2 separate regions of the Sus scrofa genome follow, and region 1 is linked to region 2. A link is a contact called in public Hi-C data. All regions are on one chromosome and are shown on one strand. Each heading gives the region's core, a stretch centred on a gene start, on an enhancer-like site or on the middle of the called end of the contact. The rest is flanking DNA. Distances are from core to core; before and after follow the strand shown.

Region 1 (6,789 bases), core at 367-2,866, 63 kb after region 2:
GGATCCCATGTTGCTGTGGCTCTGGTGTAGGCCGACGGCTACAGCTCTGGTTAAACCCCTAGCCTGGGAATCTCCAATATGCCTTGGGAGTGGCCCTAGAAAAGGCAAAAAGACCAAAAAAAAAAAGCAAAGCAAAGCAACGAGACTGCTCTGGCTGTGGTGTTGAGGGTGTGGGTAGCAACAGAGAGCAGCTTGGAACCGGTCACAGGATGGATGTGAAGGATGATGGTCCAGGGAGGGGGGCAGGGCGGAGAGCCTGGATTTGAGTGTGGGGCAGCGTCCACTGGAAGCTGACGGGTCTGGGTGTGGTCCAGACTGGCTGAGGGGTGCTGGGTGCCCAGGTCACCCACCACCTGAAGATCAGGGGTTAGCGCTGGGCACATAGAATGTTAGGTCCCTGAAGACATCCAGGAAGAGATCAGGAGAAGGCAGGTGGCTAGACTGGTTTGGAACTTGGGAGACATATCTAGGCAAAAGACTTAATTTGAGAACTAAGTCTAGGTAATGGGAAGGAATGTGACCACTTAGGAAATATGCACAAAGGAGAAAAGGCCTGAGACGGAGCTTTGAGAAATATCCACACCTGCATGATAGTCATTGGAAGAGGACTTTGAGTTTTCTCGTCTGTAAAATGGATATGATGATGCGAGTTGCTGTAGGATAAGGTGAGATGATTACATAAAGTGTTTGACCTGGTGTCGGTGCTCTTTGATGGATCTTGGGTGGGTAGCACGTTTCTATAGTGGCCTTCCTCCTGGCTTACATAGGTTTATTAACGACCCTTCAAAAGATGTGACCAGAGGCCTGGACTTTATTGCTGCTGTCCGCCGTCCTCCACCAGACAACTGGTTCTGTTAATACAACCCAAGGTTGCACTTGTTTTTGGTTTTTTTCTTGCTTAGGGCTGCTTCTGCAGCATATGGAGGTTCCCAGGCTAGGGGTCGAATTGGAGCTGTATCAGGCCTACACCACAGCCACAGCAATATGGGATCTGAGCCACATCTGCCCCCAGCTCATGGCAACACCGTATGCCACTGAATGAGGCCAGGGATTGAAGCCGTGTCCTCATGGATACTGGTCATGTTGGTATCCTGCTGAGCCACAACGGGAACTCCCCCAAAGTTGCACTTGTGATTTTTGTTCTGCAGTCTGGTGTTAAGCGTGGATACAAGACCATTGTCTCTTCGTGAGTGATGCTTTGAAACCAAGAGCCTGGAAGGTCAGATGTAAAGGAGGGGACCAAGTCCTGTGGCAGGAGCCAAGGGCAGTCTTCAGACCCAGCAGACCAAGCATCTGTTTGCGTCCTTTCCAGAAAGAACAGGGAAATTAGCCAGCATCCCCCCTGTCCTCAGGCATGTTGTGCTTCGAAGGCAGGGGTCAGGAAATGGAGAATGAGAAGGTGACGGGGAATGTGGAGGGCAGGGTCAGGATTGAGGAGATGCTGAGATGAGGAGGGGTCTCCAGCCTAGAGTGTGGATGCTCTGGGTTCCCCCGTCCAAGTTTCTTACACCTTCCAGTGAGCAGACAGCAGCTGCTTCTGATGGATGGAGTCTGCTTTTGTTTTCGGGGAGCTGGCTGCCGGGCTGGCTGGTGGGCAGTGGCTGGAGCAACATCGCCCCCTCACGGCCTTCTCTTGCAAGTGCAGTCAAGGCACCCCACCCGATTTCTTCCCAGATCCATAGGCTGTCTCTGGATCAGCCGATCAGCTGATTTTATAGTCCTTGGCAGCCTGTCCTGTGTACCTAGGAGTGTCCCTTTGCTTTTGGCTTCTGTTAGCTGTCACTGCCTGGTGTATCTCTGTCCTGCTTCCTTGGGCGGTCTGTGATCAGCATGTCTCTTTCCATCAGTCTCCACCTAGGTCTCTATTTCTGTATCTTCTTCTGTCTCTGCCTTGCTTCCTGCCCCCATCCTCTGTCTCTGTGTCCTGGAGCTGAGGTCATGGCTGCCTTCCCCCCAGAGCTGGAGTGATTCTTGGTCTTTTTAGCTTTTTCCTCGATGAGTCAGGAACTCCTGGAGGGCTGAGGGCTGAGGCTCCACCCAGCAGTGGCCTCAGAGAGGATGCAGGAGTTTGAAGGAGCCTCGGGCTGGGCTGGGGACTGTGACAAGAGATTTTTTCCAAAATACGCTCATGGGGCCAGCGGGAGGCTGGGCGCATTCCTGTGGATGTCTAGGAAGCAGAACGAGCGAGCGGCTGGCCACCAGTATGGAGCGGGGCTCTTTTGGCTGCTGCCTGTGCCCAGAGCCTATCCACTCTCTTCAATCCTCATTTTCTGTTGCCTCAGGGCCTTTGCACAAACTGTTTCTCCTTGAAATCATCTCTCCCCCAAGGCCTTAGAAACCGACTCCTTCAGGGAGTCCTCCCGGATTCAGTGTCTGAGTTGGGGGCCCTCCTCTGTGCCAGGGCAGTGTCTTCTCCTTGGTTTAACATTACCTGCTGGCAGTTCCATCTCCCTGACTTGTGTGGCTGTTCTGGAGAGGGGTCGGGGTGGGAGGCAGGGAAGCAGCAAGCCCCGGGGACCAGAGGAGGGGGAATGTGGACAACCCACATGGTAACACCTCCTCCACCCCTCCTTGTTCTGCTTGTCATGTTCTTTCTTCCCCCAGGTTTTTCAGGGTCTTTGTGCCAGAGGCCATCTCCTGTCTGGCCTCTGGCCCAGGAACAGGCCCTGAAGAGTCAGCGGGGAAGGGCTGCCTGTCTGCCAAGTCCTCTGAGTTGGCAGCACAGGGGTGGGGGCTCCCTGTGGGCAGCCCAGGGGTGGGGGGCCGGGGCACTTGTAGCCTGAGTCCTCTCTGGGGGAGTGGCCATGTCTCAGCATGGTTGTGCGGCATGGGGCCGGCAGGACGGACAGCCTTCCCGCAGTCTCACATTTGTCGTATATTTGCGGCAGCCTGGAGCTGTCCCCAGGGCCTCCCTGGTGCCTTGCAAGAGGTCGGGGCCTGGCGCTCCCAAATATATCCCAGGGGAGGGAAAGGAAACACTCGGAGGGTGACCCCTGGTGCCTGAGGGCGAGGGGCCCACCCCCCTTTGTTTATTTATTAGTGGGTCACTTGGACCTTCTTTGAAAGCCGAGGCCTGCCACTGGAGGCCGCATGACCCCCGATGGCGCTGGGGGCTGGGGGCTCTGTTGAGAAGTGATGAGGCTGTGTGGGTGGTGGGAGGATGTGCCGGGTGAGGGAGGGCTCAGGAGCTGATGGTGAATCCACTGATGGAATCTCGTAGCCCAGGACCCCTTGCATCTCAGACCTGAGGCCGCTTACTGCTTTGGAACTGAGGGTTGGCTCCAGAGCTGAGGCTGGAAGCCCAGGGTGGGGCAGGACAGGGCTGGGTATTGTACCTGGGTCCCAGCTCAGGATCCCGGCTCACTTAGAAGTGATGCAAGAGAAGAGGCATGGACTTTCGACCCAGGAGTTGAGTTCAGGTCCCAGCTGGTGACCCAGGCCACGTCACTGGCCTCTCTGGGCCCCAGGCCCCTCATCTGTGAGGAATGGGGAGGTCGATACCTGCGGGACACTGTGAATGGGTGTGTGAAAGTGCTGAGGGGTCCCCTCCCTCCTCCTTCCATTGGCTCTCTGTCCCCCAGGTTGTCCAGGCACTTTCCAGCTGGGAGGACAAGTGCTGTGGGAGGGCTCCCCCAGCTGCCACAGCCCACGGGGACCAGGAGACACTGCTGAGCCCCACCCCATCCCCCGTGTCTGTGAGTCACAGGCAGGCTCACCTGGCTGGTGCCACATGCAGCCACCATGTGCCTCCCATAAGGTGTGTGCCCTCCTCCACTGTGCAGCCACCTGGATGCCAAGACTCTTTTTGTGGACAGGAGAAGCCCATGAAGCTGGGAAGGGTGTCCCCTGCTGAGCCCATGGAACAGGGTGCAGGCTGTTTTCGCCCAGAGCCATGTTGGTGGACTATGTCAGGTGAAATGTCTACACCTGTGGCTGGGTGAGCCTTGCAGTCTTAGCTCCTCAAGGCCCAGGAGCAAAGATATCTTGGAAGCTCTCCTATCTTCCTGCTCTGGCCCTTGCAGTCCACCACCCCGTCTCCCCACCGGGGTCAGTGCTGCCTCCTCTCTCTCTTCCCTCCTTCCTTCCTCTTTTTTGGGCCGCACTTGCAGCATATGGAAGTTCCCAGGCTCTAGGGGTTCAATTGCAACTGTAGCTGCTGGCTTACATCACAGCCACAGCAACGTGGGATCCGAGCTGTGTCTGTGACCTACACCACAGCTCACGGCAATGCTGGATCCTTAACCCACTGGGGGAGGCCAGGGATTGAACGGACATCCTCATGGATCCTAGTCGGGCTTGTTACCGCTGCGCCACACAGGAGCTTCCTCCCCCCCATTAAAGTTTTATTGACGTATAACTGATTTACAATGTTGCGATAATTTCTGCTGTACAACAGAGTGATTCAGTTAGACACATACACATAACCATTCTTTTCCAGGTTCTTTTCCCATATAGGTTATCACAAAATACTGGGTATAGTTCCCTATAGTTCCCTGTGCCACACAGCAGGTCCCTGTTTACCATCCTTCCCATACACAATAGTGTGCATGTGCCAATCCCAAACCCCCAATTCATCCGCCCCCCTCACCTGTCCTCTTTGGTAACCATAAATTTGTTTTCTTAAATTATCTATGAGTTTGCTTCTATTCTGTAAATAAGTTCATTGGCATCTTTTTAAAATAAAGATTCTACACATAAGTGATATCATATGATGTTTGTCTTTCTCTGTCTGACTTATTTCACTCAGTATGATAATCTCTAAGTCCATCCGTATTACTGCAAATAGCATTATGTCATTCTTTTTATGGCCGAGTAATATTCCGCCGTATATATGTACCACATCTTCCTTACCCATTTGTCTGTTGATGGACATTTAGGCTGATTCCATGTCTTGGCTATTGTAAATAGTGCTTTAATGAACACTGGGTGTATATATACTTTCAAATTATGACTTTTTTCTGGACATATGCCCAGGAGTGGGATTGCTGGATCATCTGGTAGTTCTGTTTTCAGTTTTTTAGGGAACTGCCATGCTATTTTCCATAGTGGTTGTATCAATTTACATTCCTACCAGCAGTGCAGGAGGGGTCCCTTTTCTCCACACCCTCTCCAGCATTTGTTATTTGTGGACTTATTAATGATGGCCATTCTGACTGGCATGAGGAGGCACCTCATAGTGGTTTTGATTTGCATTTCTCTAATAATTAGCAATGTTGAGCATCTTTTCATGTGTTTTTAGCCATCTGTATATCTTCTTCGGAGAAATGTCTATTCAGGTCTTCTGCCCCCCCCCCTTTCCTTTTTAGGGCTGCACCCTCGACATATGGGAATTCCCAGGCTAGGGGTCAAATCGGAGCTACAGCTGCTGGCCTACACCACAGCCACAGACAGGAACTCGGGATCCGAGCCACAGCTGCGAATTGCTCATTTTTTGATAGAGTTGTTTGTTTTTTTGATATTGAGCTGCATGTGTTTTTTTTTATATTTTGGAGATTAATCCCTTGTTCATTGCTTCATTTGCAAATATTTTCTCCCATTCTGTGGGTTGTCTTTTCATTGTTTTTATGGTTTCCTTTGCTGTGCAAAAGCTTTTAAGTTTAATTAGGTCCCAGTCATTTACTTTTGTTTTTATTTTCATGGCTCTAGGAGGTGGATCCGAAAAGATATTGCTGTGATTTATGTCAAAGAGTGTTCTGCCTAGGTTTCCCTCTAGGAGTTTTATAGTATGGGTCTTACATTTAGGTGTTTAATCCATTTTGAGTATATTTTCGTGTATGGAGTTAGAGAGTGTTCTAATTTCATTCTTTTACATGTAGCTGTCCAGTTTTTCCAGCACCATTTATGAAGAGATTAATCACAAGTACTGAAACTGAAGCTGTGTTTAAAAATTTTCAGAAAACAGAGTTCCTGTCGTGGTGCTCTGGAACCATGAGGTTTTATGTTCGATCCCTGGCCTCACTCAGTGGGTTAAGGATCCACCATGGCCGTGAGCTGTTTTTTTTCTGTAGGTTGCAGACATGGCTTGGATCTGGCTTTGCTGTGGCTCTGGTGTAGGCCGATGGCTACAGCTCCCATTAGACTCCTAGCCTGGGAACCTCCATAGTCCGAAGGTGTGGCCCTAAAAAGACAAAAGACAGAGCAAACAAACAAACAAAAAACCCCAAAATTTCAGAAAACAAAAGTCCAGGAGTGAATGGCCTCACTGGTGAAGTCTATCAAGTATTCAGAAGAGAGTTAACACCTATCTTTCTGAAACTATTCCAAAAAGTTGCAGAGGAAGGAACACCCCCGAATTCATTCTGGGAGGCCACCAGCACCCAACGCCTCCCTCACGTGGGCCCCAGCGCCGCCCTGCATCCCTACTCAGTGTCCAGAGTCCAGGCATTTCCTCTCATCTTTCTTTGCTCTGCCTGAAAACCCCCAACTTCGCTCTCAGCGGACAGCCTCACCTCCCGTCTCAGTGAGAAGGACAAGCCACCAGGGGAGAGCGTCCATGGTTGCCCGCCACCGCGCCCACTTGCCCACCTGCATCAGTGCCCGAGTCCTCTGCCTCCTCACTGGGGCCAAGGCAGCCCCTCTACTCGGCACATCCAGATCTTTTAAAACAAGCTGTTATTGAGAAAAAATTCACAAAGCACAATGTTTACCCTTTAAAATGTGCTATTCAGTGTTGGTTTGTTTTTTTAGCAAAGCCACAGAGTTGTGTAACCATCACCACTACCTAGTTCCAGAAGATTCTCATCTCCCCTCAATGAAACCCCATGCCTGTTAGCAGTCGCTCCTCATTCT
Region 2 (7,623 bases), core at 2,149-4,648:
AACGCCGGAAAAAAAAAATCATCCTATCCAGTGCTAAATTTCAAATGAGTCAGCTTCTGCGTAGTCACCACCCTCTTTCCCCTAATTCCCTGGCAAAGCAGGGAAGGCCTTCGGCTGTGGGCCTGACTGCCAGCAACAGGGACTTAGAACCACCCTGTGATGATGTTCTAGCCCCTAATGCCAGGGGGCGCTGTTCCCCTTCCACTCAGTGACTTTTAGGGGCGTGAGCTGGGGATGGGCACCCGCAGTCCTTCATGTGGCCACACTGGTCCTTACACCTTGATGCGCTGCCCACCTACGGCCTCCCAAGCCTCCTCTCGGTGCCCCGCTCAATAGCAGATGTAACCTGACAGGGTGTTTCTTTTTCTTTTTAAACATTTTTTTTATTATAGCTGATTTACAATGTTCTGTCAATTTCTGCCGCGCAGCAAAGTGATACAGCCATACATCCATATACATTCTTTTTGACAGGGCATTTCTGAGATCAACCAGATCTGAGAGGAAAACATGGACTCTGCACCTTCGTGCTTATTAGCGTATTCTGGAACCAGCGCCATGTGGCTTAACTCACACATGCGCAGGTAAGGTCATTCCCGCCAGGTGAATCAGCAGAGATGGAACATTCATTTATCGTGTTGGGTTGGGGTGGTTCTGAAGAGCCTGTCAAGCATTGGTCCATCCTTGGGGGCCGGGGTAGGGGTGGGGGTGCAGAGAGGAAGGCCTTGCTGAAGCAGGTAAGGGGGGGAGGAAGAGGTGGTGGGTTGGATCTTCCGGCTAGGGGGTGGGGGCGGGCCTGGGGAGAGAGGAGCAAAGCAGAGACAGAGGACAGATTCCAGAGGCTTGGTTTTATTGTACAATATTCTTTTTCCTCAATGAGATGCCATAAGCTGTGTGACACTACACACGGTCACAGGACAGGGCAGAGCCGCCAGGTGGGGGAGCTGGGTGTTGGGAAAAGCATGTCCCGCTCATGGGTCTCACCCCATGGCCTCCCTCAGGCCCCCAGCGGACCCCGAGAAGGCAGGCCTGTGGGGCAGGATGCTGTCTGAAGGCTCAGGCACTGATGGGGGAGGAGGGCAGAGCCTCCCAGAGAAACACTTGGGCCAGACTCTGTACGCCTCTGGGGCTCCACCTGGCCTGACTTCCTGCCCCCGGGTCAGAGTTCTGGAAGCTCTTAGGAACTTTTGATAGCCTGGGAAGGGGCTTGTCCTCCTTCGCCACCCTCCCAACTGCTGGTCGAGATGCTGGACTCCCATTTGTAGTTTCCTCAGGAGGGGAGGGATGATGGACCCTCTTCCCCTGCCTCTCCAGCCCCTCATCACTGCCTTCCAGGCAGAATCTCCATTTTCACTGGACCATGCCCTGGGCCCAGGCACGTGCGCTGGGGTAAGAAGACTGCCTTTTTTCTGCCACAGAAAGTGTTTCCGGGGATGCTGAGTTGTCTCCTCACCTGATGGGCCACAAGCGCTTGGCACTCCCCTCACATCGGAGCTCTTCAGGCACCATCCCTCCTGCTGAAAGAGGTGCTAAGGCCCCCCTCCTCGTCCAGGTCTCTCCCAGGCAAGGATGACAGCCCCCTGGGTCTGGTGCCCCTCCCTCCTACTACCCTTCCATCCCCCCCACTCTCCATCAGGCCCCCAACCCTGGCTTCCCTTTTCACAAACTCCAAAGAAAAGGAAGGACAAGCCCTAAATAAACCAGACAGAAAGCAGCTCTGGAACAAAGAGGACGAATAGCCAGTGGCGTGCGGAGAGGGTACGAGGTGGCGGTGGGGGAGAGGGGGATAATGGCATGCAGCACTGGGAGTCCTTAGGAGCGGTGGGGTCCCCAGTTCTCCCCAAGGTGTGTGAGGGGTTGGGGGGAGGGGGTCAGCTGACTCAGAGAAGTAGGGTCTCTGCACTGGGCCTTGTGGCTTCGTGTATCTTCCACGGGCCCCATCAGTCACAGGGAGATGAAATCCATGGCCTGCAGGAGGGGCAGCGAGAGCAGAAGCAGCAGCAGCCACGAGGTGTTCTGGATTAGCAGGCTTATGCCCCCACACTTGACCAGTTTGTCTGTGGAGAGAACGGGGTGGAGAGGCAGGGCAGGAATGAAGAGGGACCAGGACTCAGCAGGCCCAGGCCCAGAGCAAGGCCGCCCTCCCATGGCGTCTGGGCTGGAACCAGGGCCAACCTGGTGGAACAGAACCAACCATCTTTCCCATTTGCCAGTTCCGGAGCCCTTGAACAAGTATCATCACCAGAGAACTATGGCTGACGTAGCTAGTGCCATCCCGTTTTCCAGGTGGCGAGAAGGTGTAGGGATGCCAAGTGACCTGCCCGCAGTCATGGGGGAAGTGTCCGCCACCACCGTCCGCCCGTCTGCCTGTCCCCTTAGCCCTTCCCCTGTTCTCGCTGAGGGCATGATTTCCGCCGGGAACAGGCAGCAGTGCGGGGAGAGGGGAAGGGTCGGGAACCACTGTCCTCTCGGGCCCGTTCCTCCCCAGCCCACCTCTCCCAGCTCACTCAGTCTTGTCGGGGGCTTGCCTCACCTCTGAACACAGAGATATTCTTGCTGGAGATGCTGGGCGTCTGGCCAGAGAGGTGGAGTTCGCATGCGTAGATCCCCTCATCTTTGGTAGTGAAGCCTGATAAGTAGAGGACCTTGATGTCGTACTTGCTGGAGAAGTTGGTTCGAGAGCGGTAGGAGTGCTCAGGGACCCCCACAGTGCCCAAGAGCACGTGCTTCTTTTTCTCGCGGGTCAGGCTGAACTCGTACTGAATGGGCAGGTTGGTGGTATTCTCATGGCGGCAGTCTAGACGAAGGCTCTGGTCCACCAGGCAGGCTGTCAGGCTGGTCACCTTCTGTCCACGGGCCACCTGCAAGACTGACACCAGCAGTGCCCCCTCCAAGTTGGGGAGGACCTGCAGAGCAGGGGAGCTCCCCACCCATATTGACAGCAGAGAAGGGCCTGGCTAGGGAGGGCATAGGGGTCTGCTCTCTGAGTACCTCTCTCCACCCAGAGGTCCGTGAGGGCTAGTCCGCCTTCCCCAGGGCAGACGCCAGCCTATCTCCCTCGTCTCCTCCAGTCCTGGGTCCCACCAGTATGTTCCAGTGGCAGGAGACCTCGGGGAGTTGATGCAACTTCCCGGTCCCCAATGGGAGATTTCCAGCTCAATATGGGGCAGGCTCAGAGACTTGTGTTTCTAAAAACCATCCCAGGGAGTCAGATCAACTAGGCTGCTCAGCTGACTTAGGGATGAAAAGGAGCCCTCTCTCCCTTAGTCACCCCTGCCTTCTGAGGTTGTGTGGAAGAAGCTAGCTTCTCTGAGGGGAAGGAAGCCAGGGTGCTTGGAATCCCAGCCCCGCCGCCCGCCTGGTACCTGTTAGCAAGAGAGCGATGCCAATGGTAGGGTTCATGGTGCCGGGGAGCTCAGTCCTGGACCTAGGCGTGCAACAGGGTGGGAATCAGCCAAGAGGCGGGGCAGGTGTGCCCACATTTACTGCCAGGCCTGGGGGCCCCTGGGAGACATGCCATAATGGCCATGGGGGGCATCCAAGCCCCTCTCTGTAGCCCTCTCCCCTCCCACCTCTCAGTGAATGTGACAGACACTCGGCTCTTCCCAGTCAGAGAAAGCAAGAGGGATGGAGAACATACCCTTTGGTGGTGGGTATCTGTGCTGAATGCTTACTAGTTGGGTGACTTTGAGTAAGTGTCTTGAAATTACCACTTCCTCTTCCCTTCAGGAAGATAGGGACTTCCTATTTTTTAGTAAAATTCGCAGAACATAACATTTATTATTATAACCATTTTTGGCGGGGCTGTGCCTGTGGCATGCAGAATTTCCCCAGCCAGGGTCAAACCTGAGCCACAGCAGTGACAATGCCTAGTTCTTAACTCCCAGGCCACCAGGGAACTCCTCTCCTAAACCATTTTTAAGTGTACAGTTCAGAAGTGTTAAGTTCATTTACATTGTGGTGCAACCAATTTCCAGAACTCTTGACATCCTGCAAAACTAAAACGCTCTACCTGTTAAACAAAGACTTCCTATTTCGTATTCAGAAGAAAATCCCCGATGGCCAGACCTTTCTGGCAGATAACAGATGCCTGAAAGATACTGAACGAAACTGGGCTTTAGATACATAACACGGGGCCGTGATGGAGATTAAGAAAAATGACAAACATTTGGCACTGTAAGTAAGTGATCCACAAACATTAATTTCCTTTCTCTTAGATGACTGTGTGGCCAGGGATGACGTCAGGTATGTGTGGGGCCCCAGGTAGGATTGTACTTGGCCCACAGCGAAGGGTGTGAGGAAAACGGCAGTGCTGTCCTATTGCAAATGCGTGCATGTGTTCTCTGCCTTGGAACCAAGACCTTTCCAATTCTCTAGCTCTCCAGGAGGAATTCTTGGGCTTGCAGTTTTCCAGTTTGGCTTCCATAGCCTCCCTGCCTAGGTTCTCTGCCCTGTCTTATTTTTGCAGCCTAGGCTGAATCAATATTCTGGCAAGGAGACACAGAGCAGGTAGCCTAGCCTGTCCGCAGCGGAGTTCTCCAGGGAGAGGCCACAGGAGGGGGGTCGGCCGGGTGCGCAGGGCGCGCGACTCGCGGCTTCCAGGGTCCCAGGCGTTCAGCCCAGCTCCCAGAGGTGGGGAGGGAGGGGCGAGGCTGGGGTACTGCGGCGCCCGCGGACGCAGTCAACTCCTTCCCAGACCCCTGCCGAGAGGGACCCGGAGGTGCTGCTGGGGAAGAAAGGGGGACTGACATCTGGTTTTGATTAGCGGACGCTGAGTTACAGAGGAGGAGTGTGAGCTCGGGATCCAGGAGAGGAAGGGGTAGAAAGGAAGAAACGGGGCTGGGGCTGGCAGGGGATGGAGAGCCAAAGGGAGGGGTAGACAGCTGGTAGGGGAGGCGCAGTCTGTTTTCGTTTCCTGGGTCCCCGCAGCTCAGAACCCGCAGAAGCTTTGCGTTCCCTCCCTCTCAGCACGCGTTCGACTAACCCCACCCTTATTCCGTCTCCCCATTCCAATCTCCTCCATTCCCAATTGAAGTCCCCCTTCCCCCTCTCTCATCCTTTTCCAGTTCTCGCCTCCCCCGTCTGCCTGCCTTCCTCCCAGTCCCCGCCCGCGGCACTGCGGTTTCCCGTTCCTTGGATGCCCCGCACCCAGCCTGTCGCGAGGTCGGAGGGCAGAGATTCCCTCTAGTTTGGGGTCCTCGGTTCTCTCCCCCGAGTTTCGTCGCCCCCCGCCCCTGTCTTTGCAAGCGGGGCTTGGGGATGTGTGGGTGGCGAGCAGAACCCAAAACTGTCCTTGGCGCCCTTCCTCCCAGTTCTCCTCCAGCGCCCCCGCCCCAGGCAAACGTCCTCCGAGCGGGCGAAAGATGCGTTGCGGCCCCCGGCCTGCAGCCTTGGCGTCCGGCTCCCGCCCCTGCCTGGGAAGCAGACCCCTCCCCAGGCCCTGCACTGCTCCTTCCCTGAGCGCCCTCGGATGGTTTTCTGAAGCTTGGGGTCTGGAGAGCTTGCAGGGGCACCGAGGGCGCTCCGGGCCCCGCCCTGGCTCCAGTTCCCACCTGGGTTCCGGTCCCTCGCCGCCGCAGACTGCTCCGGACACGCCGCCGCCTCCAGTTGCTGCACCCTGCCCGGCACCCGCAGTTTTCACCAAGGGTGGGAGAGGAGGGGCGGGGAGGACCCGGGGGCTCGGCCAATCAGAGGCTGAGTGGGGAGCGAGAAGGGGTGGCAGAGGGAGGAGGAGGCGGTCCGATATTGGTGTGGGAGAGTGGCGGTCTGCAGTAAAGGGGGGCCCTCCCCCTGTGGCCGTTAGGCCTGGGCAGGGCAGGGAGGGTTCTGGACACTAGAGAGAAGGGCGGGGCCGCTCAGGGTGTGCCAGCCGACCCCCAGAGCCCCGCAAAATCGGTCCCCTTTTAAGGCTTTAACCCTTTCTTCTGACCCCGGCTTCAGAAGCCGGTGGGAGAGGGGTAAGGAATGGAGGATGGAGGTTAGGCAGCGCCCATGCCTCCTCCTTCCCTTTTCATCTGGAACCCATCTCCACGGGAACCTCTAGTGAGAGGTTTTGGTGTTGGAATATTACAGGCTTTCTCCAAAGAAAGATGGTGGGAGTGTTTTTCCACGTTGGAGCAGCATTTTCAGAAGCAAGGCAGGTACTGCGCCTGGTCTTCCCAGGTCCCCAGGCCTGCCTCGCCCCCTCATCCAGCCTAGAACATCCAGACCTGCAGGGGCTTTCTGCTCTGGGGCACTCCATCTCCTTCAGCTCCCGGGTACCTCCTGGCGCAGGCAGCTAGAAGGTTCTTCTCAGTTTCATGCACTCCTCCTCCCCCAACCCCCTCCCAAGTCCTGAGTACTGTCTGCTTGGTCTTCAGACAAGGGATGGGGTGCCGCCCTCCTCACCCAAGCCCTGTGCTGGACCCTGCACATCCACATCTGTGGCTACAATCTGCCGGGTTCATCTCATCCCACTCCCCATCCCACTTCCAGGCTGGAAGTGGGAGGGCTGGCCGCCGGACCTGGGCTGTGGAGCCCCTAGTCCTTGGAGCTGAGCCACTCCACAGCTGCATCCCAGCCCAGTGGGAGGGGGAAATGGTGGAATTGTGGGAAAGTGGAGGAGACAGGCCAACTCTAAAGGAGTAGCAGATACCAAGCTTTTAATCCCCTGGGGCAACCATTTTCTCCCTATCAATTTGAAGTCACCAGAAGCCCTGGGGTGACTTGTCTCTCCCACTCACAGGTGAGATAAATTTTTTTGAACAAAGGTTTATTTGATTGATTTGCATCCTTGTGGCTTCTTTGTGAATTCTGGTCGGGCCATCGTGTAGGCTGGCCCTGCCACCCTGTCATCTGCCTTTCTGTTCGCCTATGTCTTTTCTTCTCTTTTCCTTCTTTTTGTCTTTTAAGGGCCGCACTAGCGGGATATGGAGGTTCCCAGGTTAGGGGTCAAATCAGAGCTGTCGCTTCTGACCTATGCCACAGCCACAGCAACAGCAACACGGGATCTGAGCCGCGTCTGTGACCTACATCACAGCTCTCGGCAACGCTGGATCCTTAAGCCACTGAATGAGGCCAGGGATTGAACCTGCATCCTCATGGATGCTAGTCAGATTCATTTCTGATGAGCCACTAGGGGAACTCCTGTCCTCCTCTTTCTTCACAGAAGTCAGCCCTGGCACCTTCACTGCAGTTTCCATTACTGTAATGGCACTGTTGGAAGTCATCCCTGGGCTGGCAAGTGGGAGATCCACTTCCCTCTCCCTCCCTTGGAGGTTAGGTGCCTCCCAGCTCTTAGAGTGATGGAATTTTCTAACTGGAACGAGCCTTGTGAACGGTCCAGTCCAGGGGCTCGTGGTTCTGGTGAACAACAGAAGCTCCTAGGGCGCTTTACGAGAAATGCAGCTCTCCGTGCCCACCTGGGATGTCCTTAGTCTAGCAGCAGAGCTGCCTGAGCCTGCCCTTTGCACAGGCTCGAGGGCCTGGAGATTGCAGACCATCCCTCTTCACAGATCAGGTGACCGGGCTTGTCATTGTCTGGAGGATGATTTTGAAGGCCCTGGCTGCTGCCCTCCACCACCACCTCATCTTTCCCATTCATCTTCCTGCCGCATTCCAGAGGTGCTGGCCTCCTCCCTGACACTC

Evidence for each region. A called contact is a pair of places that touch in the nucleus more often than the background predicts.
Region 1: a Hi-C map of embryonic fibroblasts shows a contact between it and region 2, with 4 times the contacts expected there. The contact joins the enhancer-like site here to the promoter of THY1 in region 2. A contact is called at or near these places in 1 of 5 promoter capture datasets (liver), 27 of 47 Hi-C or Micro-C datasets (adipose tissue, alveolar macrophages, blood and 15 more) and 1 of 2 datasets of contacts at active chromatin or transcription factors (skeletal muscle).

What each region holds. Positions count from the first base shown.
Region 1 is chr9:46,671,800-46,678,588 of Sscrofa11.1, forward strand. It overlaps a transcript of LOC102161637 not described here. Among named protein-coding and RNA genes, the nearest start is that of THY1, 65 kb to the left of the region's middle. Within about 2 kb of position 1,617, at least 21 of the 83 cell types and tissues checked have an H3K27ac peak or open chromatin away from gene starts, as enhancers often do. A contact at or near this core is called in adipose tissue, embryonic fibroblasts, omental adipose tissue and 3 more, where this site is marked.
Region 2 is chr9:46,606,661-46,614,283 of Sscrofa11.1, forward strand. It overlaps THY1 (Thy-1 cell surface antigen), which reads right to left and starts at 3,399. Exons shown (of 3, transcript NM_001146129.1): 1 at 3,363-3,399; 2 at 2,531-2,866; 3 at 1,942-2,054. The coding sequence starts at 3,399. The coding sequence ends at 1,942.